Linked DNA regions of Mus musculus: all the other regions are linked to region 1. The links are chromatin contacts, called in public HiChIP or PLAC-seq and promoter capture Hi-C maps. All regions are on one chromosome and are shown on one strand. Each heading gives the region's core, a stretch centred on a gene start, on an enhancer-like site or on the middle of the called end of the contact. The rest is flanking DNA. Distances are from core to core; before and after follow the strand shown. Region 1 holds the start of Alg10b (asparagine-linked glycosylation 10B (alpha-1,2-glucosyltransferase)). Region 2 has its middle 39 kb from the start of Cpne8. Region 3 overlaps Syt10 (synaptotagmin X). Region 4 overlaps Cpne8 (copine VIII).

Region 1 (2,516 bases), core at 13-2,512:
ATCAAGTTTCATTTGTCCTAATAATGAAGAACTTGGAGAGGATCGTCTATGACATAATTAATAAATCCTGGCAGACTAGACATCTCTTAAGTTTTATTTTTAAGATGTAGTGTGTGTGCCATGCACCTGAGTATACTTATTTGCAACATCTGCATGCAGGTACCCGAGGAAGCCAGAAGGTGGCACTGGATCCTCTGGACCTAGAGTCACAGATGGTTGTGAGCAGCTCACTGTGGTAGAAAGAAGTCTGGTAGCCTTCTCCAGGACAACAGCAAGAGCTCTCAACCACTGAGCTACCACCCCAGCCCCATTTTAAGAACGTTTTGCTCCCTGTCTCAAATCTGTCTGCCATTATTAAGGTGACAACAACCAACAGACAGTAAGTTATTCATTTCTACTTCCTAAGGCTTGCTCTTTAGAAAATGCATATTCTGCGACTAAATTGTCCAGGTCCCAATTTTACAAACTACCAGGCAAACAATAATGAGAACTCTGGTGGATCTTAAGATTCTTTGCACTGTGCATATTTCTGTAGTCAGATATGTATTTTTTTAAATGATGCAATCTGACTAGTTGCCAATTTAATCCAGACAACAGTAAGTTTCTACGACCAAGAATGAAGTTAGAATAAAACTATCAACTTTTGGGGGGCCCTAAGATCCTCCACTCCGCGTTCAAAATACCGGGTGGAAAACCTCATAGGTTAAGCTTTAGGTAGTTTTTAATGCATGTTCAAGGGAGCACCTGCATGTCTCTAGTGCTAGGGCTTAGTTAGACAAATCGGTCAACTGCCAAGAGGAGCTATCATCTTTATGCATTCACCTAACAAATATGCCATAATCTCGAGGCTAGGTACAGTCACTAGGCAGCTCCCTTCACGGTTTAAGTCTGGGAGGGCTGACGGGGAGAGGAAAGGCACAGGTTGGGAGGATCCGTCCCGGGGGCAGGGCCAGCAGAGACCAACCTGCGACAGGGAGAAGCGGCCCTCGCAGTACCGCTGCGCCTGCGGCAGGTGGAAGATCTCGTCCATGTACGGCTCCCGCAGAGCGCGGCTGAAGGCGGAGAAGAGCAGGCAGGACACCAGGAAGGTGCAGCTCAAGGCGGCCGAGAAGTAATAGCCCTCCAGCTGCGCCATGGCGGGCGGGCGGGCGGGCGGGCAGCCGCGTCCCGGGCCCAGCCCTGGGCAGCCCGGAGCGCCGAGCCCGGAACGCGGGCTCAGAGGCCCAGCGCTGCGGGACGAGGGACAGCAGGGAACAGGACGCAACGCAATGGATGCTGGGAGAGCGTCGGACGGAAGCGTGGGGGGGGGGGGGGTCACCGGTTCCGGAGTGGAGCATTTATGCAACGACGGGACGGTTTCTCTGTCAATCACTGCTCGCAGCTCTCAGAGTGGCCAGAGGCTGAGGGAGGGGCGGGTCTGGGCTCGGGCGCGGGAGCTGTTGTAGGTGATGCTGCCGCCGCCGCTAGGCTCTGGAAAAGAAGGGTGTCTTGTGTTGTCTGTTGCTCTCCAGAAGGCGATGAGTGGTCCCAGCTTTCTAACCTCCAAGCTCCCAAACTGCATTCGTTTGCGGTTATCCCTGTTCTCCATTGCCAGTGAGATGAGACGCTAAAACCATCATTACAATGCTTTTCCTCTCATCGTCTCTGGCTGATAATGAAGGTTGATGCTTTTTAGATGGAAACATACAACCAGCCCTTCGCTTCAGGGCGACTTTCCCTTTTGAAGAATCTATTCGTTTACAGGGCAATATTTTCCTGGTGCCTGGTGAGGAGTTGGGGCATTTGTAGGTGAGGAACACTCCTCCGTGAATATAATTTTAGTTGCTATTGCCGTGAGTGGTGGCTCACACTTGTACTGGCCCCATTTGAGAGGCTGAGGCAGGAGGATTGTTCCCAGTTCTAGATCAGCCTGGGACACTGTAAATGTCGTCCTTAAAAATAGGTAATAAATAGTCATTAATATCTGTCTCTGTTGGAGTACGTTTCCCTTATGCATCTTAATGTGTGGTGCGATGGAGTATTTATGTGTGTAGTCTCAAAAAGTGCTCACATGTATGAAGTTGAGGGCTACGGAGACTTCAGATAACCCCTTTATTGTGAGATTGGAATTGAGACTGACGGTGGAAGATATTTGAAGAAAGCTGAAGACAAAGTATGTTTTCAGCATGGTTGGTGATGCTTTGTAGGAAAAGCTTCTGGAAAATTCGGGTTGATTTTGCCAGCAGCACATCATATAGCAGCTGAGATTGCTTTTAAATTGTCAACCTTGGAATCAAAAGAAACTGGGTATTCTACTAGTTCTCCTCGACTATTAGAAATAACCAGAATTAAATTACGTTAGGATTCATGATGACGTTTCTTAACTCCCTCCACCCTTTACATCCTCTTTGATTACAGAGAACACGTTACACTTACCAATTTGAGACCATTCCCAGATAATTTAGTCTACAATTGACCTCAGGCCCAGTGGGCTTGCTCAATCATGGCCAGTGCATACCATAGAAGCTTCTGGCCCT
Region 2 (2,516 bases), core at 12-2,511, 490 kb before region 1:
AACATAATGGCTATTCCTAACAACAGGAAGAACAAATGAATTTGACTGGTCGGGCAAATCTCTTACATTCAGTATCTAATCTCTGAGTTCTGATTGATAAAAATCATAACAGAAACTCGGCTTAGGTGCTTGCAGGTTTTGTGGTTATTAACCATGCTTCAGCCCCTGGAGGCTGCCAGAAGAAAGCAGGCTCTGAGTCATTGTCTACCAGCCCTGATGGATCAGTGACTCCACTTATGTGGTGGAAATAACAAAAGATTTTGCTGTTTCATGAGCCTACTGGTGTATTCTCTCTCCTTCCTCACAGCATACAATAGTATAACACTCCCAAGTCTGACCATCCAGACAAACTATTGACTACAGCCTATAAATCAGGATAAACTGAACATCTGTCCATTTTTTCCTCTAAGAAAAACATGCAACCATGTTTAAGTTCTACCCACTCTGAAGATTTTCCTTCATTAGTGTCCTTCATGGCTGTTCCAGAAAGGGACCAATGCAGGTGTTAACTTATGAATGATGCCTACATAACTCACAGAACCATCTGTAAACCAGTCCTTACCCTTCTCTTTCTCAGTGACTCAATCATAGGGCACACCGCAGAAGGCCTTATTTGGATTTGGCACCAGGGGGATAGAAGACGTTGTAGCAAGAATAGGATTCATAAACATTGGGGCAACGTCTTTGTGTAACTGGCTTGTGTCTTCGGGACCTTTTGTGGCTTGGTCACTTTAGATACCACTTCTATTTGATAATGGAATGCTGCTATGTCCAACTGTATGACTTGATGGTCCAGATGCATCCAGCTCACGATGGGCACTTCAAGTCACATATTAGCCTGACATCCCATTGTTAAGTGCTTAACTTCCACTAAGTACAATAGCAGGCCAGAAGCTGTTCATCAAAATATTATTGCTTGCAGGTGATGCCAGGTCTTAGTTCTAAATCCCAAGGGCCTAATTGACAGAGCAACCTGTATTCTGACTTGTTTTCTGAGTCATTTGCTATATAGGCTAAAGAAAATCATGCAACTAAGAAGTTTTCTGCCTCCAGACTCCAAACAGGCACATGTTTTGTACATTTTTTTTTCTTGGTAATAGGAAGCCAAGAAAGCTCTGAATGAATAATGTAAATAGTTGATAAAAATCTGAATGAATACGTAAATAGTTGATAAAGTCCTGAGCGAATGTGTAGTGTTTGACATGGGCACAGCCATGCCAAGAATCTGTGACTCAGACCCATAGCAACTCGTAAAGCCGTTTGTGATGCTTTGAATATGCTTGGCTGAGGGAGAGACACTATTTGGAGGTGTGGCCTTGTTAGAGTAAATGTGACCTTGTTGAAGTAGGTGTGTCACTGTGGGTGTGGACTTTAGTACCCTAGTCCTAGCTGTCTGGAAGTCAGTCTTCCACTGGTAGCCAGATGCAGATGTAGAACTCTCAGCTCTGCCTGCACCATGCCTGCCTGGATGCTGCCATGCTCCCACCTTGAAGATAATGGACTGAACCTCTGAACCTGTAAGGCAGCGCCAATTAAATGTTGTCCTTTATAAGAGTTGCCTTAGTCATGGTGCCTGTTCACAGCAGTGGAAACCCTAACTAAGGTACCTTTTCTATACGGTTCAGGCTTGGAAGTGGCAAAACCCTTCATCTTCTGAGGTGTGAATGTTAACGGTGTGGACAAGTATGAGTGTTTATGAAGGACTGACCAGTGTGCAGAAGCTAGCAACTATGTCTTCCTTCCCTGAGATGTTTATAGGCTGAAACTGCTGAGGTCTCAGATTGTTATATAGTTTGTAAAACACACAATACCACCACCAGCACCACCACCTGACCCAGATTTTTGTATTTGTGTCTGTCTGTTTGTCTGTCTGTCTGTTCTTCCTTCACTTCCTCACCACTTGCGATCAGCTTAAGACCTAGTTGTGCTAGACATGGCAGGAGAGGTCAAGTGTAAGAACCTACCTTTCTCCTCAGCAGGACGATCTTCCATGCCTCACCCTACTTAGACTCCCGGAGATTTCAGTGAGGTAGGAGGTCCTTGGCAATTCAGTTGGCTTTGTTTCCTATCCTCTAACGTGCACAGGCTTTATCACCAAGTCCAACATGGTTGCTACCTCCTGCTTCTTTGGCCCAGTCAGCAAAATGTCATCAGCATGGTTGCCCTGTGTGATAGCTTGCGGACGAGGCAAAGATCAAGACCTAGAATAGTCCCAGTAAGTTATGTGGCCCAGGGCAGGGGAATTTAGATACTGTAAAGCTATCCTGCTGACCTTGCCGACTGAAAGCGTAGACATTTCTTCTGGTGGTTTTCATGCACAGGTATAGAGCGAGACATCTGGCAGATCAGTATCTGAATACCAGGTACCAGGAGACGTGTTAATCTGCTTCAGTAAGGAAACCACATCTGTCACACAGCTGCAACTGGAGGCACTGCTTTTTAAAGCTTGTGATAGTCAACTGTCATTCTTCCCCATGGCCCAAACAGGAATGTTAAAAAAGACACGTGTTGGGATC
Region 3 (2,516 bases), core at 12-2,511, 410 kb after region 1:
TATCTGTGTGCCAGGTCGACAAGGAGTCAAATGTCATGTTTGCTTTTTGGTAAACTTGAAACAAATTAGAGTTATCTTGGAAGAGGAACTTCAATCCCTCAAATGCCTCCATCCAGACTACCTGCAGCAAGCCTAAGGAATTTTCTTGATTAGTGATCAGAGTGGTAGGGTCCAGCTTTCTGGGGGATGCATTTCCTGAGAAGATGATCCTGGGTTGTATTAAAAAGTAAACTAAGCAATCCATTAGAAGCAAGCCAGTAAACAGCATCCCACCATGGTTTCTGTTCCATTCCTCCCTCCAAGTTCCTGCATCAAATTCCTGCCCTGGATTACCTCAGGAACAGAGTGTTCCTGAGAAGCTAAGTTGAAACAAACCCCTTTCTTCCCATATTTTATCACAATAGCGGACAACAGCCAATCCCTTTGTGCTGTAACATACCGCCACCTGTTGCTAAGTCTTGTTATCCTTCATAACAAATGCTCCTTTCCAATTCTACATCACTAATTCTGTCTACATGATGATAAGTGTTCAGACTGTCTCAATGGAACATAGAAAAATGGGAGATATTGATCAGACATGTGCTCAAAGTTGGAGCTGTGGAATAGTTTCCAGTTAATAATGAGACAAGCGTCGAACTGTTTGCATATTGGTGATTAAGATACAAAACATCCCTTCAGGAGAGTAGTCCATTGAATTTAGAGAATAGACTTTGAGGAGAAACATGTATATAGTGGCATTTAGAATGAGACTTCCAAAGTGTTAAGGAACCAGGAGACTAATACAGAGTTTCCAGGGAATGATTTGACTATCAACACAGAGTTAATAACAGAAGATTACCATGAAGAAGTGCTTAGCTGACAAGTCACTGAGGTGGCATTTATTTCTGAACTGTGGTAATGTTCTTGCAGACAAGAACAATGGAATATTCCAGGCCAAGACACAATAGAATAAGACATGGGGAGAAAGTATCAGCGACCACATGAGAAGTCTGGGACAGGTTTCTTTCAAGCAGTAAAGTGTAGAGGACATCTGTACACTTGGTGAGTTATGCAGTTAGCCTCTTTGTAAGACAACCGGGGTCCAGTTGTAGTCCTCTAAGGCCTTGCACTTCTCCCAGAGCACTTGCACGGGTCTCCAGAAGTCTGAATGGTAAAAGATGCAGTGGTTCGAATTTTCAGTGTTTGAACACTCGCTCATCAGTCGTTCCGAGAGAAACGGGGGAAGGGGGAGAAGCTGTGTGTTGTCATGGTGACAGTTCAACATTGTAGCCATGAATGCTTTTGTTAACCAACTCGCTGACTGACTTGGAATGTGCACCGTTTACCCTGTAATTAGGGCACTGCTCCTTGAATAAAAAAGTAACACTACAGTTTTTAACTCCTTTAGAAGGGGTTCGGTAGAAGTGAGTCCTATTAGACACTTCACAACCATACACTTCACGTTCCGAGGCACAAAGAAGATGTGTCTAAGTTTGGAGAGAAAGAAATAGGATTAAAATATTATATTTGAAAGTCTTTGAAAATATAAAATAAGCTTAGGACGTTCAATAATTAACTTCTTTCGGGTTCTGTTCATATGGATCAAAATTGTTGGCCAAGTGAAGTGATTTTAATAAAAATATCCATTCTTGCTGAATGAACTCTCTCAAGAAGCTAAGGCTTGCCCCATTATGTAGTGATTAGCTCTCGGCTTGCAAATTAGATTATATTGGGCCACTTTAATGCCTCAGAACAGCAATGGCGCCTATGGGAAATATTTCCTCCTATTTTATAAATTATTACTGACCTTATTCTGAATATAGTTTAGGCTGCTGGGTCTTTTACTTTGGAATAGGTTTAGGGTCAATATTCATTACATTGTATGTCTAATAAATTATAATAGGATGGGTCTAAGAAGACAGATTGCTTCAAGATTTACAGTCTTGAAGTTTTAGGGAAGAATTGTGTGTGTGTGTGTGTGTGTGTGTGTGTGTGTGTGTGTGTGTGTGTGTTATTTTCAGTTACAGAATCTGAAATGGTGAGTTTTAAATTAACTGTAGTTTTAACTAGTAGCTATTTTTATCAGACCTAAGATGTCTAGTATATTTCTTTCTATAAAACTAATTTTTGAATTATGGTCAAAATTTGATTTAGTCATTATTATTATATAATATAGCACAAATTATTACAATATTTTGTTGCTGTTTTCAATATATATGCATATGTATATGATAGACATTACAAAATAATCCTTTAACAAAATACTTAGATATTTTTATGGAATAGTTATAATTTGGCTTACAAATTCAACCTTCTTATTCCACTTCTGATTTAGATAGCTATATAAAAAAAGTGGGGAGGAACCCTCCAAAAATACACCTTAAGATATTGCAACTAAGTAAGCTTTGAAGTTTAGTATATATAAGTAGGTTACGTACAATGTTTAAGTAAAATGTTATATAAAGCATATATGAATATTTCAAGTAATTTCATGGTTACTTAATACAACACATTGTTTAGTGCCGTTAGAGATTTTA
Region 4 (2,516 bases), core at 13-2,512, 340 kb before region 1:
AACCACCCATTCACAGGGGTCACCTTGGACCATCAGGAAACACAGATATTTACATTATGATCAATGAAAGTAGCAAAATTACAGTTATGACATATCAATGAAGATAACTTTATGGATGGGGGTCACCGCAGCATGAGGAACTATATTAAATGATTGCAGCACTAAGAAGGTTGAGAAGTAATATTTCAATTGAAAATTTAAGTGGAAGTCAGGCAATTGTGGTACACATGTTTAATACCAGCAATCAGGAAGCAGAGGCAGATGGATCTCCTGGTTCAAGACCAGCCTGGTCTACATAATAAGTTACAGGAGAGCCAGGGCTACATAAGGAAACCCTGTTTCAAAAAATAATAATAATAATAAATAAGTGGAAGATTCCTCACAACCACATGGTTGACTCGTAAGGGAGCTTCAGTTGACTGCAGTCATAATAATGTCACAAGAATGGGTACTTCATGCAGTCATGTGACGTGGGATTTCTTCCTGTGAGAAAAGCCTCGTGGGTATGAAGTCTATGTAACAATATTGTAATACTGCTCAGCAGTTACTAGTTCATAGTGAATGCCCTGTCTTGTACCAGTTTAGAATAGAAGAAATATAGTTACCTGGGCTTTTTATTCAAGCACAGTGACAACGGCCTGAGAGGAAAATGGCCTTATGTTACCTCCTTATGAGGACTCACTCAATTCAGATGTCTTCAATTTTTAACAAGTTAAACCACCCCAGTGTAGAGCTTCGTTTAGTCTCCTAACTGTCATGTCTTTAAGGGATGTGGAAGAATATTTAAACTTCGTTTTAAAAAGTGAAAGTTAACACACTAAGGAACAGACTTGTCTGGGTCATAAAACCATCAATGGTGACATCCTGGAAAAGGTTGAATTTCTTAGAAGTAACCTCAGCTGAACTTGGTTTGATTTAAAATTGGGGCTCAGTAATGGGATAGTTCTGCATAAAATCTGCAAGGCTGTAATGTGTGACTGATTGCACTAGGTGACTAAGTAGGCAGTGGCTTTCACAGCATGGTGATTTGATGACAAGACTGAGCCATCGAAATGCCAGTCACTACACCCCAGCTTCAGACTGCTAAACAGGGGACGATAAATGACATTATGACCACTGCATGCTATCCAACATTCTCATGTGCTTCTTATAAGTAAGTGCAAACTTTATTTTTCTATGAAATGCTACACAGATGCAAGGTCTACTAGTCTGTTCCCTTTGGTGAGTTTTGTAAGCCTGTTGAAGGTTGTGGCTCTGGGATTCTCTGTGATCTTAAGCCCAGGGCTTAAGAATTTTCCTGTGCTTACCGTGAGATGTGAGACCCCGTTTAGATCATATTTTAAACCATTCATGACTTCCTCATCTGTTTTCAATTTCCTCGCTCACTGTCTCTAATCTTTCCCTAAAATTAGCCCACTATTTGCTTGCAGTTAATCCTACTGCCCTGTGTATGCAGCTTGGAGATTTTTATTTTAATGTTGATAAATGGAATTTTACAAACAATGTTATTCAGGCTAATCTATTTTTTTTATTCTATCTACTTAATCCTCCCCCCCCCCATAGGAGCATGTGACTTTCAGTCCCCTGACCTTTTAATTTGCAATTATGATGTTCAAGATGGGCTTTTTTAATTATGTGTGCATTAGATCCTTAATCAATTTTTAATTCTTGATCATCTTCACTTATTTGAATGAGTTAAGAAAAAAATCTGTTCAATTAAGTTTGGAATAAATTGCCATGTGCATGTTAAACAGTTGACCTGTTATAGTGACTGAACTGTGGGCTCCAATATTTATGTAAAATGTTTTAATTATATTTAATTTGCTTTAAAGTCTTTCTGTCTACCTTGAAAGATTTCAGGATTTTTAGGTTTTAATAAAAATTCTCAGAAATGTAGGTATTTCCTATGGGTGCTCTTCTAAGATAGGTCAGCAAATTCTTTATCTATTTTCAACTACACAATGCCCTGGTCTATACCCTGACTTGCCAGAAGTTTTATAGTGTCTTCCCCACCTGGGAGGGTATGCTCTGCTAATGCATAGGTTTTCTGTCCAGGCCCTGTAGAAATGTCATTAACCACAGGAAAGTGTTTTAGACACCTGGATTCACCCAATTCTTCGTTTATTAGCATACTTAATGAATTCTTTCTGCTGGGTCTTCTGTGCTAAAGGCAATCTCTCTGGGTTTAGGTGAGCATTTTATCTTACTGCTCACACAGTACTTGAAAGTCAGGTGCCTCCGAGGGCTTTTGCCCAATGGTTGTATCAGGTGCACAGCTGAAAGGAACATCTGTAAGCAGCTGATATCTTCCTTGTGAGCATCCAGCCATCTCGGATGTTTGCTCATCTCTTCATTCTCTCCATCACTTGAAGTATGAAATTATCTCAAATGACTTTAGTATGTTAGAGTCTTATCTCCATGGAAACTTAAGCTATAATTAATTTGGCCATCACCTACTTCCTCATTCAGGAATTCTGTAAACATTTCTCTTTTGACTTCCTTGACCCACTCATTAG

The links. Promoter capture Hi-C pulls out the DNA fragments that hold promoters and counts their contacts. HiChIP or PLAC-seq counts read pairs in DNA pulled down with a chosen protein or histone mark.
Region 2: a contact with region 1 is called in a CTCF HiChIP or PLAC-seq map of the NIH/3T3 cell line, with 7 read pairs. The contact joins the enhancer-like site here to the promoter of Alg10b in region 1. A contact is called at or near these places in 6 of 39 promoter capture datasets (the SN4741 cell line, cranial neural crest, embryonic stem cells and 2 more), 1 of 15 datasets of contacts at CTCF or cohesin (the NIH/3T3 cell line) and 7 of 115 datasets of contacts at active chromatin or transcription factors (craniofacial prominence, embryonic forebrain, embryonic stem cells and 1 more).
Region 3: a promoter capture Hi-C map of second pharyngeal arch cranial neural crest shows a contact between it and region 1, with 4 times the contacts expected there. The contact joins the enhancer-like site here to the promoter of Alg10b in region 1. A contact is called at or near these places in 14 of 39 promoter capture datasets (the 3T3-L1 cell line, 3T3-L1-derived adipocytes, the HPC-7 cell line and 10 more), 4 of 484 Hi-C or Micro-C datasets (the C2C12 cell line, embryonic fibroblasts, trophoblast stem cells and 1 more) and 10 of 115 datasets of contacts at active chromatin or transcription factors (VIP interneurons, bone marrow-derived macrophages, embryonic forebrain and 4 more).
Region 4: a promoter capture Hi-C map of second pharyngeal arch cranial neural crest shows a contact between it and region 1, with 3 times the contacts expected there. The contact joins the enhancer-like site here to the promoter of Alg10b in region 1. A contact is called at or near these places in 4 of 39 promoter capture datasets (cranial neural crest, liver and second pharyngeal arch cranial neural crest) and 2 of 115 datasets of contacts at active chromatin or transcription factors (astrocytes and embryonic forebrain).

What each region holds. Positions count from the first base shown.
Region 1 is chr15:90,223,057-90,225,572 of GRCm38.p6, reverse strand. It overlaps Alg10b (asparagine-linked glycosylation 10B (alpha-1,2-glucosyltransferase)), which reads right to left and starts at 1,262. Exons shown (of 3, transcript NM_001033441.3): 1 at 965-1,262. The coding sequence starts at 1,135. It overlaps Mir7648 (microRNA 7648), which reads right to left and starts at 1,213; the gene lies at 1,161-1,213.
Region 2 is chr15:90,716,681-90,719,196 of GRCm38.p6, reverse strand. No RefSeq gene overlaps it. Among named protein-coding and RNA genes, the nearest start is that of Cpne8, 39 kb to the right of the region's middle. Within about 2 kb of position 1,261, at least 17 of the 459 cell types and tissues checked have an H3K27ac peak or open chromatin away from gene starts, as enhancers often do. A contact at or near this core is called in the NIH/3T3 cell line and the SN4741 cell line, where this site is marked.
Region 3 is chr15:89,815,011-89,817,526 of GRCm38.p6, reverse strand. All of the region lies in intron 2 of Syt10 (synaptotagmin X), which reads left to right. Among named protein-coding and RNA genes, the nearest start is that of Syt10, 26 kb to the left of the region's middle. Within about 2 kb of position 1,261, at least 17 of the 459 cell types and tissues checked have an H3K27ac peak or open chromatin away from gene starts, as enhancers often do. A contact at or near this core is called in neural tube and second pharyngeal arch cranial neural crest, where this site is marked.
Region 4 is chr15:90,563,022-90,565,537 of GRCm38.p6, reverse strand. All of the region lies in intron 10 of Cpne8 (copine VIII), which reads left to right. Among named protein-coding and RNA genes, the nearest start is that of Cpne8, 120 kb to the left of the region's middle. Within about 2 kb of position 1,262, at least 3 of the 459 cell types and tissues checked have an H3K27ac peak or open chromatin away from gene starts, as enhancers often do. A contact at or near this core is called in second pharyngeal arch cranial neural crest, where this site is marked.